Regions from separate parts of the Mus musculus genome. Here all the other regions are linked to region 2. Evidence: chromatin contacts called from public HiCAR-type and HiChIP or PLAC-seq data. All regions are on one chromosome and are shown on one strand. Each heading gives the region's core, a stretch centred on a gene start, on an enhancer-like site or on the middle of the called end of the contact. The rest is flanking DNA. Distances are from core to core; before and after follow the strand shown.

What was found. HiCAR-type assays count read pairs that join an accessible place to other places. HiChIP or PLAC-seq counts read pairs in DNA pulled down with a chosen protein or histone mark.
Region 1: a contact with region 2 is called in a HiCAR-type map of embryonic stem cells, with 4 times the contacts expected there. The contact joins two enhancer-like sites. A contact is called at or near these places in 2 of 15 datasets of contacts at CTCF or cohesin (the G1E-ER4 cell line and the NIH/3T3 cell line), 10 of 484 Hi-C or Micro-C datasets (embryonic stem cells, granulocyte-monocyte progenitors, granulosa cells and 3 more) and 9 of 115 datasets of contacts at active chromatin or transcription factors (CD8 T cells, bone marrow-derived macrophages, embryonic stem cells and 1 more).
Region 3: a contact with region 2 is called in an H3K27ac HiChIP or PLAC-seq map of embryonic stem cells, with 31 read pairs. The contact joins two enhancer-like sites. A contact is called at or near these places in 8 of 484 Hi-C or Micro-C datasets (CD4 T cells, the HPC-7 cell line, bone marrow-derived macrophages and 4 more) and 10 of 115 datasets of contacts at active chromatin or transcription factors (double positive thymocytes and embryonic stem cells).

Annotation. Positions count from the first base shown.
Region 1 is chr2:68,883,174-68,887,749 of GRCm38.p6, reverse strand. The region is part of intron 1 of Cers6 (ceramide synthase 6); the gene reads right to left. Among named protein-coding and RNA genes, the nearest start is that of Cers6, 24 kb to the right of the region's middle. Within about 2 kb of position 2,334, at least 86 of the 459 cell types and tissues checked have an H3K27ac peak or open chromatin away from gene starts, as enhancers often do. A contact at or near this core is called in embryonic stem cells, where this site is marked.
Region 2 is chr2:69,044,353-69,049,316 of GRCm38.p6, reverse strand. Cers6 (ceramide synthase 6) reads right to left here. Exons shown (of 10, transcript NM_172856.4): 5 at 2,122-2,172. Among named protein-coding and RNA genes, the nearest start is that of Gm52515, 79 kb to the right of the region's middle. Within about 2 kb of position 1,361, at least 13 of the 459 cell types and tissues checked have an H3K27ac peak or open chromatin away from gene starts, as enhancers often do. A contact at or near this core is called in embryonic stem cells, where this site is marked.
Region 3 is chr2:68,822,275-68,826,963 of GRCm38.p6, reverse strand. The region is part of intron 3 of Gm36231 (a long non-coding RNA gene); the gene reads left to right. Gm36174 (a long non-coding RNA gene) reads right to left here and starts at 4,583. Exons shown (of 3, transcript XR_374615.1): 1 at 4,372-4,583; 2 at 3,631-3,748; 3 at 3,126-3,186. Within about 2 kb of position 1,668, at least 87 of the 459 cell types and tissues checked have an H3K27ac peak or open chromatin away from gene starts, as enhancers often do. A contact at or near this core is called in embryonic stem cells, where this site is marked.

The DNA of each region.
Region 1 (4,576 bases), core at 1,085-3,584, 160 kb after region 2:
GTCGCTGTGCCTATCTATATGTAACCCCAACTCTCAACCCCAAGTCTGAGGCAGAAGGATTGTCACAAACTCAAGATCACCCTGGAAGTCATATCCAGTTCCAGGCCAGCCAATGATTCGGAAAATGAATAAATAAATCAATTACCACAATAAACAAGACAAAGAAAGAAAGAAAGAAAGAAAGAAAGAAAGAAAGAAAGAAAGAAAGAAAGAAAGAAAAAAAAGAACCTTCAAATAAAAATCAAAGGTAAACTCTAGTCCTTGTGAGACAAGGAAATGCGATTCCAGCCCCAAAGGTTTATCTCTAGAAATAGACCTCCTCCCACACCCTTCAAACTGGATGACTATTCGTAGGGTAGGAAATGCCAGTGTATCAAGACTTAAATGCCAGTGTATCAAGACCTCTAATATGAGAAATGTAAGTAGATACTTAAGTACCTGTTCTTATCTCAAATAATATACATAATTATCTTGAGCATTAATTATGATTATATACATTCTTTTAAAATTATTGCTGTGTGTATGAGCACACTGCGTGTCTGTGGGTGCATAAGACAGAGCACACACGCCACAGCTCAGCACTGTTACCTGCCCAGCCATCTTGCAGACTTGAGAATAACTCAATTCATTCTCCCTTCCAATGCCTCTGGTCTGGTTTGTTTTTCTATTGCGGTGGTAAAACACCATGACTGCAAGCACCCTGGGCAGGTTTATTTCAGTTTGGAGCTTGTAGTCATTATGAAGGAAGCAAGGCAGGAACTCAAGCTCCACAGGAACCTAGAGGTAGGAACGCCTGCAGAGACCATGATGGAGCGCTGCTTTACTGGCTTGCTCTTCGTGGCTTGCTCACCCAGCTTTCTTACACATCCCAGGACCATCCGCCCAGTGTGACATCATCCACAGTGAGCTTCATCCTCCTCTGCCAACCATTAGTCAAGAAAACATCCTCCTCATAGACTTGCAACAAGCCAATCTGATAGAAGCATTTTTCTCAATTGGGGTTCCCTCTCCCCCTAGGACTCTAGCTTGCATTAAGTTGACAAAACAAAACAAAACAAAAGAGCACAGCCATCAAGAAGTAGTTAGACATATCCAGAAACTGTGGAGAAGCGCCTCAGGTGCAGAAGATATATGGTCCTTTGTCAACTCTGACAGCTGCTTCTTCCTCTGTGATTTAGTGAATGTTACCTTTTTCCTAGGAGTACTTAGCTCTTGACCTCAATATGTGGCACTTTCTTCTCATAAGCTAAAAGGTAGGCAGGCCTCCGGTTTGGTTTCAGAGCCCAGGACAAGGGGCTGAACTTTACATGCCAAAGCAGACCTGCCTCCAGGTTCTCCCAGGATCCCTCAGTCCCTGCCTGGCATACCCTGCCCCCAACCTGAACTTTCCAACCCAGGGCCTGGGCTGCCCTTCCCCCAGAGGCTCTTCCCTATTTAATCCAGATGTTTTTGGTCTCTCACACTCTCTCTCCCCTTCTCCTCCTGTCTCTCTCTGTGAATGTGCCCTGCCCTTTCTCTTTCTCTTCCCTCTACTCTCCCCCTCCACACCCCACCACCACCTCTCCATGGCGACTGACTTCCCTGGCCTCAGTCCTTGGGGCCAGTGAACTTGCCCAAAAGCAGCTTCCCATTAAACCTGCATTTAGTATGATCTAATTTCGCTTGAACTGGCTCATTTTACCAGCGGAGACATAGCTTATCACCTCCCTTTTAGCTCTGAATGTATTGTACAGTATTTTGAATATAATGAATCCTGAAGTTGGTCCCAGGCCAGAAGCATCAGTATTCCCAGAGAACTTGTTAGGAATGCATCCCTGATCCAAGCTGCATCAGGAATTCCTGAGGTGGGTGTGGGCCCTCTTCTAAAGTCCCTTCAGGCAATTTTGATGGCCAGACAGCTGGAAAGTCACTGTGCTAGAGGTCCATAAATATGAAAACTTCCTTTCTCAAAGTTAAAAGACCCCAGGGTCTTCTATGCTCAGATGAAGATGAGCACAGAATTGTCTTTTGACTCCATCTCCGTACAGTGTAAGGGGTCAGACCTCCAAGTGTTCCTCTGAGCTGGAGAAAAAGAGTCAAGTTCGGTGCCAATACCAAACCCAGTCTGCGTTCCCAGTTTAAAGCAAGAAAATGTCTTCCTCTTAGGAGAAACTGTCTCTCAGCATCCCCATCCCACCAGTCAATAAGTAGGAAGGTTTCTACTCTTTGCACCAAGCTTGTGTCCTGAGTGGTCTTCATAAAAAGACCTTGGTTGGACCATTGTACTTCTGTATGTGTACATCTCTCAATCACAAGGAAAAGCAGGGCATACTTCACAAGTTTCCATGTGGCAGACCACAACATTTTCTATGAATGCCAAACTGAAATAGATGCTGGCCACGGTCATGACTCAGTTACCCCCACTACCACTGTGAGTGTTCTAGGTGTGCTGGACACTTTTTAACCCATTTTTGCTTTCCTCTGCCCGCCCCCACCTTGTGGGGGGGCACACTGTACAGACTGTTCATGCAGCAGACACAACTCCATTCTCTATTCAGTTAGGACCAAACTTACCACCGAGTAAGACATCAGAAGACTTAGTAGGTGGTTGGTCTTTCATTAGCAGCTATCTCAATCTTCACACATATTACTTTTTTTTTGAAGATTATCTTACAAATATAAGCCAGATAATTTATGTCAAATGTTCTCAGCCTTCATCCCGAAGAACCTCCTTAAATTCAAGAAGGAGGGGGGAGCAGAAGACTTTAATATGGCTGGAAACTGAAAAGCTGCCTTCAGCTCCTTGCTACTGACATGATCAAAGATAGAGTCTCCAGTTGTAAAATGAGAGACAGAACTGGTCCCTGAGCAAATCCTTCCAGACACATGCCTGGCTGCCTCCCTTTGAAGTTGACACAGCTGAGATCATATTTTTGCATGAATTATGTACGACTTGAGAACAGAAGGAGGACCACTCACGGTATGACTCACCGTTTGAGAAGAGAAAGGCACAACGTGTACCATGCGGATTCAAGAAGGCTGGTTGGTACCCTGAGGAGGGTACAGCCCATAGCGGGGGTTCTGAGTCTGAGCAGATGCATCAGGGGAAGCCACAGGAGCTAATGGCTCCACTGATTCCTCTGGTTTACTCACGTATGTTTGTAAGTGGTCCCCACAACCATGACATCCAAATCCATCCATTTAGTCCACCGTAACTGACTGCTTAGATCCGGTGAGCAAATGAGAAACGAACGTCTGTTTTAATTCATCTCAAGTCAGGATAAATCCAAAATAAGCTGTTGTAGTTCCTCACTCAACTCTAACAGCAATCACCACTTGATATTCTCCACATCTAAATGTAAAACCTCATTCAAATATGTACTTGTAATATTATGATTCAAGGTGGAAAGCTGTAATGTATTTCTACCCTTGTACTTCAACCAAGAAGTCTACCAATAAAAATTATTCATGCGACCCGAGTTTCTGAGACTTCTATCCTATTTCATTTTCTGTTACTTCAGTGAAATGCTTGGAGCTGGGTAACTTATAAACAAAACACATTTATTTTGGCTCATAAATACAGTCTAAAGTCAAGGGCTCCAATCTGTTGATGATCAATCTGCTACAAGTCTCAAAGCAGTACACTGCAGCACAAAGCATAGACAGAATAGATTCACGGTATGTCTCTTCGTTTCCCTACCTTCTGTAAAACCACAAAGATTCAATCACTGCAATTCTATTCTGATGACCTTATCCAACTGAAATCACTCATACAGCAGCTCTGCCAAATGACACCATATTCAAATCCCCGTCTCCATAACTCTCGATTGCCTTACTCTGAAGATTAAATTTTAACATATTAAACTTTGGAAGACAGACTAAAATCATATCTAATGAAGATAATTTGGGGGGGTCTCTAAACAGTGTTTGTGAAGGTTTCTCTACACTTACTTAAAACATCAGCCTAAGCTTTACAACATCCTCTCATTTTTCTAAAGGGAAATAAAGTCAAAACTGGTGTGAGTACTGTCTTAGTTAGGGTTGCTATTACTGTGATGAAATACTATGACCAGAGCCAAGTTGTAGAGGAAAGGGTCTATTTGGTTCACACTTCCGTATCACTGTTCATCATTGAAGAAGTCAGGACATGAATGGGGCAGAATTCTGGAGGCAAGAGCTGATGCAGAGGCTATAAAGGATGCTGCTTAGTGGCTTGCTCCCCATGGCTTGCTCAGTTTGCTTTCGTTTAGAAGCCAGACAGCAGTTGCGGTAGCCCCACTCATAATGGAAGGAAATGCACCATTAGCTTGCCTACAGCTCTATCTTTAGGAGGCATCTTTTCAATTGAGGCTCCCTCATCTCTGGAAACTATAGCTTGTTATCAAGGTGATATAAAACTAGTCAAAACAGATACTGTTTCACATTCATCAAGATCCAAAAAAGATGTTTGTATTGATGCATAAATGACTTAATATTATTGGGCCAATAAATAAACCTATACTTGAAGGATCATTAACTTGGCCACAGCTTCAACGTTACTCTTATTAAAGACACATGACAGTTTTAAGGCTTTCTTTCTTCACTAAACCCAAAACCA
Region 2 (4,964 bases), core at 112-2,611:
TGGCAGTAATCAGCACTCGCCAGCCGCTCTGCAGTTGGCGAAACACTCCCATGACTCACTCTGAGCATATGAAATCTGTAAAATTACTACTCTCGTTTTTCATCTAGATTATACAGCTGACAGAAAATTGCTATCAATTAACTCAGGTTAAAAGTTTACATCCAGGTCTCAGAGCTATTGAGGCCCTGATCCCTGCATTAGACTTCTCCTGCCTCGTGTACGCATGCCCCTTGTAACGAGCTGTGCAAGAGTCAACTGCATATAAGCCTGTCTTACTTTTATCCTTAAAATACACACCCATATGGAACTCTTACATGTGTAACGAATGGACACTCTCATATAAAAGAGGGAATGTTTAAAATTGAAGTGCACTACTATTTTTTCACCTAGAAATCTATCCGGTTACTTATATAATATATGTGTTAAAGACATAATGAATAATGAATAATTTCATGAGCTTGTTCAATATTTAAAAGTGCACTGAAGGTTTGAGACAGACTCTGGACTATAATCTGCTGTATGTATTTATATACATATGACTTATACAAAGTATTATACTTGCATACATGCTATTTCATTTCCTATGCCCCCTACACAAAGAAAGTCATTAATTTTATTAGCATATGGCTCTTGGCACGGCTAACTACTGTTGCCAGAGATCATGAGTTTCTCTTCACTTTGGGGAGCACTGGGCAGAATTACTCAGTACTGGACTATGATACCTTACGAACACAAGGCCATTCTTAACCGAATCCACACAGATGGGGCATCTTCCTTTCCATCCTAGTGGTGTTTCCACTTTTAAATATAACCTTATCTCCTAGCCCCTCAGACTCTTGTGCTTTCTGTAAAACAGCCCACAGCGACATTCTGGGCTACTGTCCTAGCATTCATCTGAAACCAAGCAACTTCTCAGCTACAGGCAGAATGCAAGAGTTATTTCGGCTACATTTACAGTTAGAAACAAGGTTAAGTGGTACGTTTTATATGACACTGATCACAATGTCTTTCATGTTACAAAATTTACCTTTGAAATGTGGGGCACTGCAGTGGATGGCATGCCAACTTTCCAGTTAAAGTTCCTAGAAGCCTTTTCAAGTAGAAATGTAGATAGGTGTGGATAGTAAAGTCCAGTTGGGCTAAAGACAACCGGTAAGGTAACCGGCTGGTTTCTGTCCTCCATGCCACAGTCTTAGGAATTCTCAGCTTTTTCTAACTGTGTCATGCTGATTATGTAAATTCATTCCCAATCTAAATAAATTAAGGGATTCAAATGCAAAGTAGAGTTCTATTTCAAGTCACCCTTAGCCTAGAAGGAGTACCTAGTGTCAGCCTCCACCCATTGCAGCTATGTGGAGAACAGGGAAGGTATAGAAAGGCCTTATGTGCACAGAAGTCCACATGTACCTGAAGGTGTTCAGTACAATGCCTGGTTCCATTTGCTTCCCTTACAGGACATGTCCCGAGTACCTAGAAAATTCCTGGTCCCACCATTGATATTCCATTACCAATCGATTTAGGGATAGCAAAGACTTGTGCTAATAGTAATGAACTCATAAGAAGATGCGAAAGAATAGCAAGGGCAGAGACGGAAAACACTCCCTTTTCAGGGCTATGACTTAATTTCAAAGATGGTGTCTACTGTTTTCCTCACTGAAACAATTCAGCCATGTGTGATGATGGCATTAGTGTATTTTTTCTGCATTTGGAGAAGTAGTCCGTGGTGATTTACGTCTTTAGAGGCCACTTCTAAGCTACAAAGTCAACAGAACTCAGCGGGCCAGCTCCAGCACCGCACGCACTTGAATGTTCACATCTGCTGTGGGGGTAAGCCTGCACTGCCAGCAGCCTTCAGACTTCCCTCTGTACTGAGAAACAGGAACCAGCCGCATCTTGTTCAACAAAAGAACCTTCCAGGTTTGTTCCATCTGCTAAAGCAACTAGACTTTGGTTATGCGCCTCAGTATGAATGCACAAAGTCCTGTCTTCACTAGGTTATGATAGGCATAACAACCAGGTGCAATATCGACATATAAGTGACTACCTGACCTTCCTGACAACAGGCAGCTGACCAAAGGAATATCCCCTCGTCTGTAAAGCCCAGAAGTCAGGCTTCCTTACCTGGTAAGGGTAGTTATACCAGCAGTGTCTTGTATTCCACAACCAAGGGGTCTGGAAAAAAATAACAAAGAAATAGACTTTACATGCTTTAGAACATTGTTAAAACAGCAGGCATCACACTGTACATCTCTCTTAAACCTGGAGATTTATATATTCCGCTTGTCACACTCAGCTGTATTCCTGCAATGTACCAACCTCAACAGCTGTGCCTCCAAACCAAATCACCCATCTCACTTATGGAAAGACATTGCTAACAACTGGTACAACCTACCCTGGAACCCCCTGGGCCTCAGTATTTACAAAGCCACTCTCTTCATGCCTTGACCAGGGCTCAACTGGCAGGTTTCACTTCAGCAGGATGCTCCTGAGGAATCCCTGTGGTATACCTCCCATCTTTCAACCTGTGGTCCAAGTTTCTAGGACAAATCCTTCCTCACAATGTCAACTATTTGTCTTATATATAAAAAAAATAGTGTTAAAAAAATCTAGGTATTCACACAAATCCCCAAACCCATAATAACTAGAGACGGATTGATTTGAATTGAGACAGAGAGCCGGATCATCCAATGACATCAGAATCAATGTCCTCAAATACATTTCTCATCCATTGTTAGCCATCAATTTGGTAGTACATGTCCCATCCCTATACACTTGGTATACCTAGACTCTTCTGATGACTCATCTCCCTGATCACCACTTCTGGAACGCAGGGATGAAGATGATGAGTTTCTGGCAGCCAATACCTGTTAGGCCTTCCTACGTCTAACACACTGTCGTGGTATTTACATATGTTAACGCACTTAGTCAGTACAACAGCCACTGATATTGTCTTACTTTTTTTTTTTAGTAAGTAACTGCAGGCCCTCAGTCTGGAAAACCTTCCTAGTCACATAGCTCAGTATTGCCTAAACTGCAAACAAATAGACTGTGTAGTCTACAATGGTCACTGTGTCCTGTGCATATATTTGAATGCTGAGTCCCATACGGAGGTAGGTGGGGCTTGGCTGAGTCCCATAAGGAGGTAGGCAGGGCTTGGCTGGAGAAGGTATGTCACTGGAGATTTGAGGTTTCAAAAGCTCACTCTAGGCCCAGTCTAGTCTGTACATCTCTCTTAAACCTGGAGATTTACATATTCTGGTCCCTCCCTCCTATACTCTCTGCCTCCAACTTGTAGACCATGTAGTAAACTCTTAGTTACTGCTCCAGCACCACGCCTGCCTGCCTGCCACCATGCTTCCCTCCACGACTGTCGTGGACTCACCCTCTGAAATGGTAAACAAGCCTCCAATTAAATGCTTTTCTATACATGTAGCCTTTATATCTCTTTGCAACAATGGAAGATGAACTGAGACAGGGTAGAAATGAAGATCAAATGAGACGGACTATATAAAAATAGAACGGAAGCTTCAAAAGCTTAGTGAGTTGTTACGTTTTTATACCACACAGACAATACATGTTCACTGAAGAAGGCCCAAAACACAGAGAAAAGAATGGAAATAAAAACAACTTAAATTCTCATCAGCATTAACGTTTTTAAGTTATAGCATGTTTTTGTTTTTTCCCTATGTGATAGAGATATAAATAATAGATTTATTTTTAAATGTACATACATAAGCATGTTTTAAAAATGTGGGCATAGCATAAAATCTATTTTGAAGGTCAGTACAATGTTGTTTATTGCTTTTACCTCTGATAAAGTTATTTATACAATTTGCTGAAAATTCCCAGGGGAACTTTATGTCCTGCACACACTTCCCTCAGCCTCAGCACCTCTGCTCAAGTAGACAGGTCAGCAGGTCCCGAGTGCAAATGACAGGCGCGTGTGAGACCTCGAGCAGGCCTGGAAGAGCTTTCTGGAAATATCAGCCTCAAGCCCCCAGGGCACAGTGTATCTACCCTTCATGACACAGCATAGATCTCTTTAACTATGGTCATCCTTTCGTGTGCACGCAGGACACCCGACACAGGAAAACCCAGCACCCAGGGCTTCTCTTCCTCTCTCAGCTTCTCAACATATGTTTTATTCTAAAACGGAAGCCCCTCCCTGTGTGGATGTTCAGCTCCTAGACCCATGGCTTCAGTGGTCCTGCCATCTGGCTGCCCTTTGCAGAGGACACAGGTCTATCTCACACTGATCTGACATTAATGGTTTTGGAGAGAGGGAGAATCAGTCCCTTCCAGGGACAAGTTCTGCTCTTAAGGGATCATCTCTAAACACCTACAGATAAGAATTACACTAAGGGGCCTCATCAAATTGTCTTCATCAACCAACAAATAAGCATATATATGTCTGTTGCAATGATAATTAAGGAATGAGCAGCCATGAGGATGACAGAGGGAATGGGAAGAGTTAGAGGAAGGAAATGGAGAGAAAATGAATGACATAGAATACTCATGTAATAAAAATTTAAAAACACATAAAGTAAGGAATAAGACTGTGGGAAACAACTAGGGGGAGTTTGGGGGGAGGTAGTGACTGTTAGCATTTTGTCTAGGCTCTACGTCACAGTTACCTGGCAACAGCCAGGTGTGCCTGACTCACTATAAGAGGGGCTGCTTGCCCCTCCTCTCTTGCCTTCTTGCTCTCCCTCTGTCCTCTCTCCCATTCCTCTCCCCGCCCCCTCTCCATGTGCTCATGGCCAGCCTCTACTCCCTCTCTCCGCCTTTCTCTGTCTGTACTACCCACCCTGTGCCTTGAATAAACTCTATTCTATGCTATACCCTCTTGTGGCTGGTCCCTCAGGGGGAAGGGATACCTCAGTTTGGGCCTGCAGAGGCACCCCCTTCCCCCAAACCTGACTACACATCCACAAAACATATTTCTTCTCTCCTTATCTTTTTAT
Region 3 (4,689 bases), core at 419-2,918, 220 kb after region 2:
AGGCAGTACACGCGTCCACATAAAAATAAAAATAAAAATAATCTTTAAAAAATTTAAATCTCCCTTAAAAAAATTTAAGTGTTTACCAAATACCTTCAGTTGGTGGTTCTACAGTTTGAAAGGCATGTTCCCTTCAGCCTTGTTGAGCCTCCAGCAAAAACACCTAGTGCTAAGACAGCCACCATCCAAGGCCATGAGTGAAATACAATATGGAGCATGTGTGTTTTTTCCTGTGAATTCCACGGGCGACAACAGTGCAGTGTATAGTCCAAGAGCACAGAACTGAGGACTGAATATCCATATCACAACAGAATGCTAAGGGTGATGAATATGCTGAGCCCATAGTTTTATTGTCATACAAGATGAGTGATGAATTCAACTGTCACGCTGTACCCCACAAATACACAGTCATTGTGTATTTATTGAAAGTGACAATGTATCCTGACCATGGACTGCCCTCCCTCTCCTCCTCCCAGTGCATCACACACACACACACACACACACACACACACACACACACACACACACACACAACTTCACTTTTCTTCAGAAAAGAGAACCTCTTGGGAATATCAACAGGACATGACATAACAAGATGCAATAAGACCAGGCACAAACTCTCCTGTCAAGCCTGGGCTAGGCAAACTAGTAGGAGGGAAAGAGTCCTAAGAGTGGGCAAAGGAATCGAGACACTCCCCCATTGTTAGAAGTCCAACAAAACCCTCCAAGCTAAACAACCACAGCATATGTGCTCCGTGATAGCTACATCAGTCTCTGTGAGCCCCTATAAGCCCTACTTAGTTAATTCTGTGGACCCTGTTCTCCTGGTGTCTTATCCCACTGGCTCCTCAATTCCAACCCCCCCATTACCCCCCCCCCCCCGCAGAATTTCCCCAAGCTCCTCCTAATGTTTAACTGTGGGTCTCTAAATGCCAATTAGTTTAGACTGCCACCAGGACTCTCCTGAGATGAAATTCAAGTAATTCCCCCACTCCTTTCCTAATGGAATATCAGTCCCTAATTGTATTGGAAAGGAGAAATGTAAAGATGGCAGTTTGTAAATTCACATGATTGGTACAGCCCTGCTGTTGTGTCTTTCCCAACCTCTGTCTTCCGGGAAGCAGAGAAAAGCCCCACCTTCAGCTTCCACAGCAGGAGGGAGGCAGGCTCTGCCTCATTGCAGCCTAGGTTAAGTCCCTGATCTTGATTAGCCTGAATGGAAAGATAGGCGCAGAGAGGACCTAGCTAAATCTTCCCACAGAAGTGAAGCATGGTGGGGTCAGGGAGCAGCGTCCCCACTCTAAGGAGGAGGCGTGGGCTTGGAGGCTTCAGACGAGAAGTTGGATCTGATCAGGCCTTGAGGGACGAGAAGACCAGTGCGGTGTGAGTAGGGGTGTGTGGAGGAATAGGCAGGAGGGGAAGTAACCAGAGCTAGAAAGAGGAAGTAATGAGAGCTAGACTGTTAACAGGAGGGACCAGTGCAGGGCTGGGGGTCCAAGTTCACTAGTGTGGAGACCCTTGAGAGGCCAAAAACTAAAGGCAGGGGTGAATCTTACCACAGCCCAATTCATTACCAACCTAGGAAATATTCCAGCCTGGGCATCACTAAAGCCCTTTTCAACTGATCTTCATATAAACACTGAGACCTGTCTTCCTTTTTCAAGATTGAGGAAATTTTTTACCCTCCCTTTCTCAACCTCCCTAATGCTGTCACCCTTTAATACAGTTCCTTATGTTCTGGTGACCCCTCCCCCAACCATAAAAGTATTTTGTGGCTAATTTTACTACAGTTATAAATTAATGTAAATATCTGTTTTCCTATGGTCTTGGGTCTTTTTAAAAGATTTATTCTTCTCTTATACAATACATCCTGACCACAGGCTCCCCTCCCTCCCCTCCTCCCAGTGTCCCCTCCCCCACATCCTCCCTAAGTTCCTCTTCAGAAAAGAGATCTCTCAGGGATATCAACCAGAGGTAGCATAAACCCTGTGAAAGAGGTGATGACCCACAGGTTGAGAGGCGCTGCCCTAAGGCATCCTCTGAAGCCATAATACCTAAAATACACTTCTGTTTCAGTACTACCATGTTTTATTGAGACATGCGTTTGTTCTCTTCCTCTTCCATCTGGAAAATATTTTAAAATAAGAAAGACCCAGTGTAGCCAGGCGTGGTGGCGCACGCCTTTAATCCCAGCACTTGGGAGGCAGAGGCAGGCGAATTTCTGAGGCCAGCTTGGTCTACAGAGTTCCAAGACAGCCAGGGCTACACAGAGAAACCCTGTCTCGAAAAAAAAAAAAAAAAGAAGAAGAAGAAGAAGAAAGACCCAGTGTAATTGTATGTTCCTAGTACCAAATAAATAACTAGCTCATAAATAGCCCATGCAATGCATGTGCATTGAATAAACGTTGGTGGCTGCTGTGTCCTTGTTTCCGGTGTCATTTCCTGGCCACTGCTCCCAGCACAGTGCTTTGGCTCACAGTCAGTAGTCAGTGACTGTCTGATAGAACTTACACTAGAGAAGCAGCTAAGATAGTTACAATGACCTTTCCAAGTCTTTAGCATACAACTCCAAAGGTATGCATTAGAGCCCAATGAACTTAAATGTCTCAGCTCCACAAGGCCTCTTTCTTATCTAGGTCTTAACATTAGAGGCACATGCAAGATAGATTCCTGACATTCAAACTTCCTTTCAAACCACCCCAACATGATTAGCACGAGTCCATTAGAATCTACTTCCACAGGACACAAGGCAAAGACTTTCCCCAAAACATAGGAAGCCTTAAGGTGAATGGAACACAAAGCCACACAGACCCAAGCCCGTGTCCTAGCACCTTCAGGCATGAATCTTTGCTCCATTGCTCAGCTTGCTCTCAGGCTCCTTCCCCTCTTTAAGCCTTGGCGTCGTCATGTAGAGCATACAGATAATAAAGGTACTCACTGTGTGAGGTTCTTGTAAAGATTAAAATGAGAGGTCATAACATTTTACACCATTAAAAGAATGTCTATTGCAGGAGGCCCTTAACAATTGTCACCGCTTTCCCCTTCCATATACGCTTACAATGTCACTGGCTTGGCACATGTCCGTCCACGTAAAGACAGGCATGAGAGAAAGCACATTTGAACGGTTTAAAAAACAACTTTGAAAACATCTTTTAATTGCTCCGGGGGAAGGTCATTGTCTGGCTCCTTTAAGAAGAAAAAGACAGATTTTAGCTTTTAATAAAGCTGAGCTTCCTGTGAGAGTATAGCAACCTGGTTACCAGGGAAATGTTTTGTTTTTCTTTTCTATACCGAGAAAGAAGCAATCATGTATTTACACGTCAATTTAGATGTCTGTCATGTTTTAAGGGCTTTTGTTCAAGGGGGGGTAAAGCAAAGGTCAGATCAGCCTCTCATTACAAAACAAAACAACCCAGAAAGAGCAACGAAAGACTGAAGCTCCAAGTAGGCAGGTGAATGCTGTGTTGGCCTCAGCCACAGAACAGGGAAAATGTGGCTGTCACACTTAGGACATAGCTTGCACAGCACCGTGAGATTCACATAGCTGGTGGGCAGCGGCAGCAGTCCTGTGGCTTTAGACCAGGGTTTATAGGATGTGAACTGCGTTGTTTCTTCCCTTCACCTACTTACACAGCAGCACAGTGCTAGGCACATTGCTTGGCTTTAAAATCGGAGGAGCAGCTTGAAGCCCTTCTTCATTTCCCAGCACTCGTGTGACCTCCGCCATCTTGTCTAGTCTTTCTGTCACCTATGAAGAGGAATAAATGAAATCACTTACTCCACGGACTGGACTTCAAGGCACTCTTAGAAACATCCACAGGTGTAATGATGTGAGGCCAAGGAGATGGGACAACATTTACTATCAGGCCTGGTGACCTGAGTTAAATCCCTGGGGTCTGCACTGTGGAAGGAAAGAGCCAGAGTCCACAAGCTGTCCTCTGACCTCCACGCGAGTGACCCTGCACCCCACCCCACCCCACCCCGCACCCCACCCCCCACTCCCACCCCCACCCCCACGTCAGTTTTGAAGAAAGAAACAATGTGAATACATCTGGCACATGGTACAGCCAAGTACAAATATTAGCTGTGGTACTGCAAAATGTAATGACCACAATGTAGTTAAACACTACTTCATATTTCAAGGGTATAGTTTTTGTATTTATAATGAAAGTAAGCATATTCAATAAACTCACTATAATTTACCCAAAATGAATAATGTGGGTCAACTTTGGGCTCTGGTGTCTGTTTAGGCACCACCTGGTGGCATTTAAAAATAAAGCAAGTGTGCTGTTAAGCAGCTACAGAAATGCAGGAGGAAAACTGCATTTGGAACACAGGATAAGCGGAGCTCAAACAGAGGTCCAGACTTACAGGAGCTGGTAGGGGACTTGACAAGCTTAGGACCAAATCTGCGAAATGAACCCAGGCACCGTGTTCTAGGACCTGGAGCAGCCTCCACACTCCTTGGCTCAGCTGTTAGCAAAAGAGAAGAAGAAAACCCTGCCCTCTATTTTTAACTCTTTACTACACAGCAAGGGTATCCAGTGCACCAAGGGAAGGTCTGGAGAAAGATACACCGGGAGTAAAGGGCTTTGAAATGAATTGTGCAATCCACATAGGTCTCTCTGTGCTTTTATTGTGTTACCTCCCCCACCCTCACCCCCCATTGGCCAATTCAAGTTTGTCCTT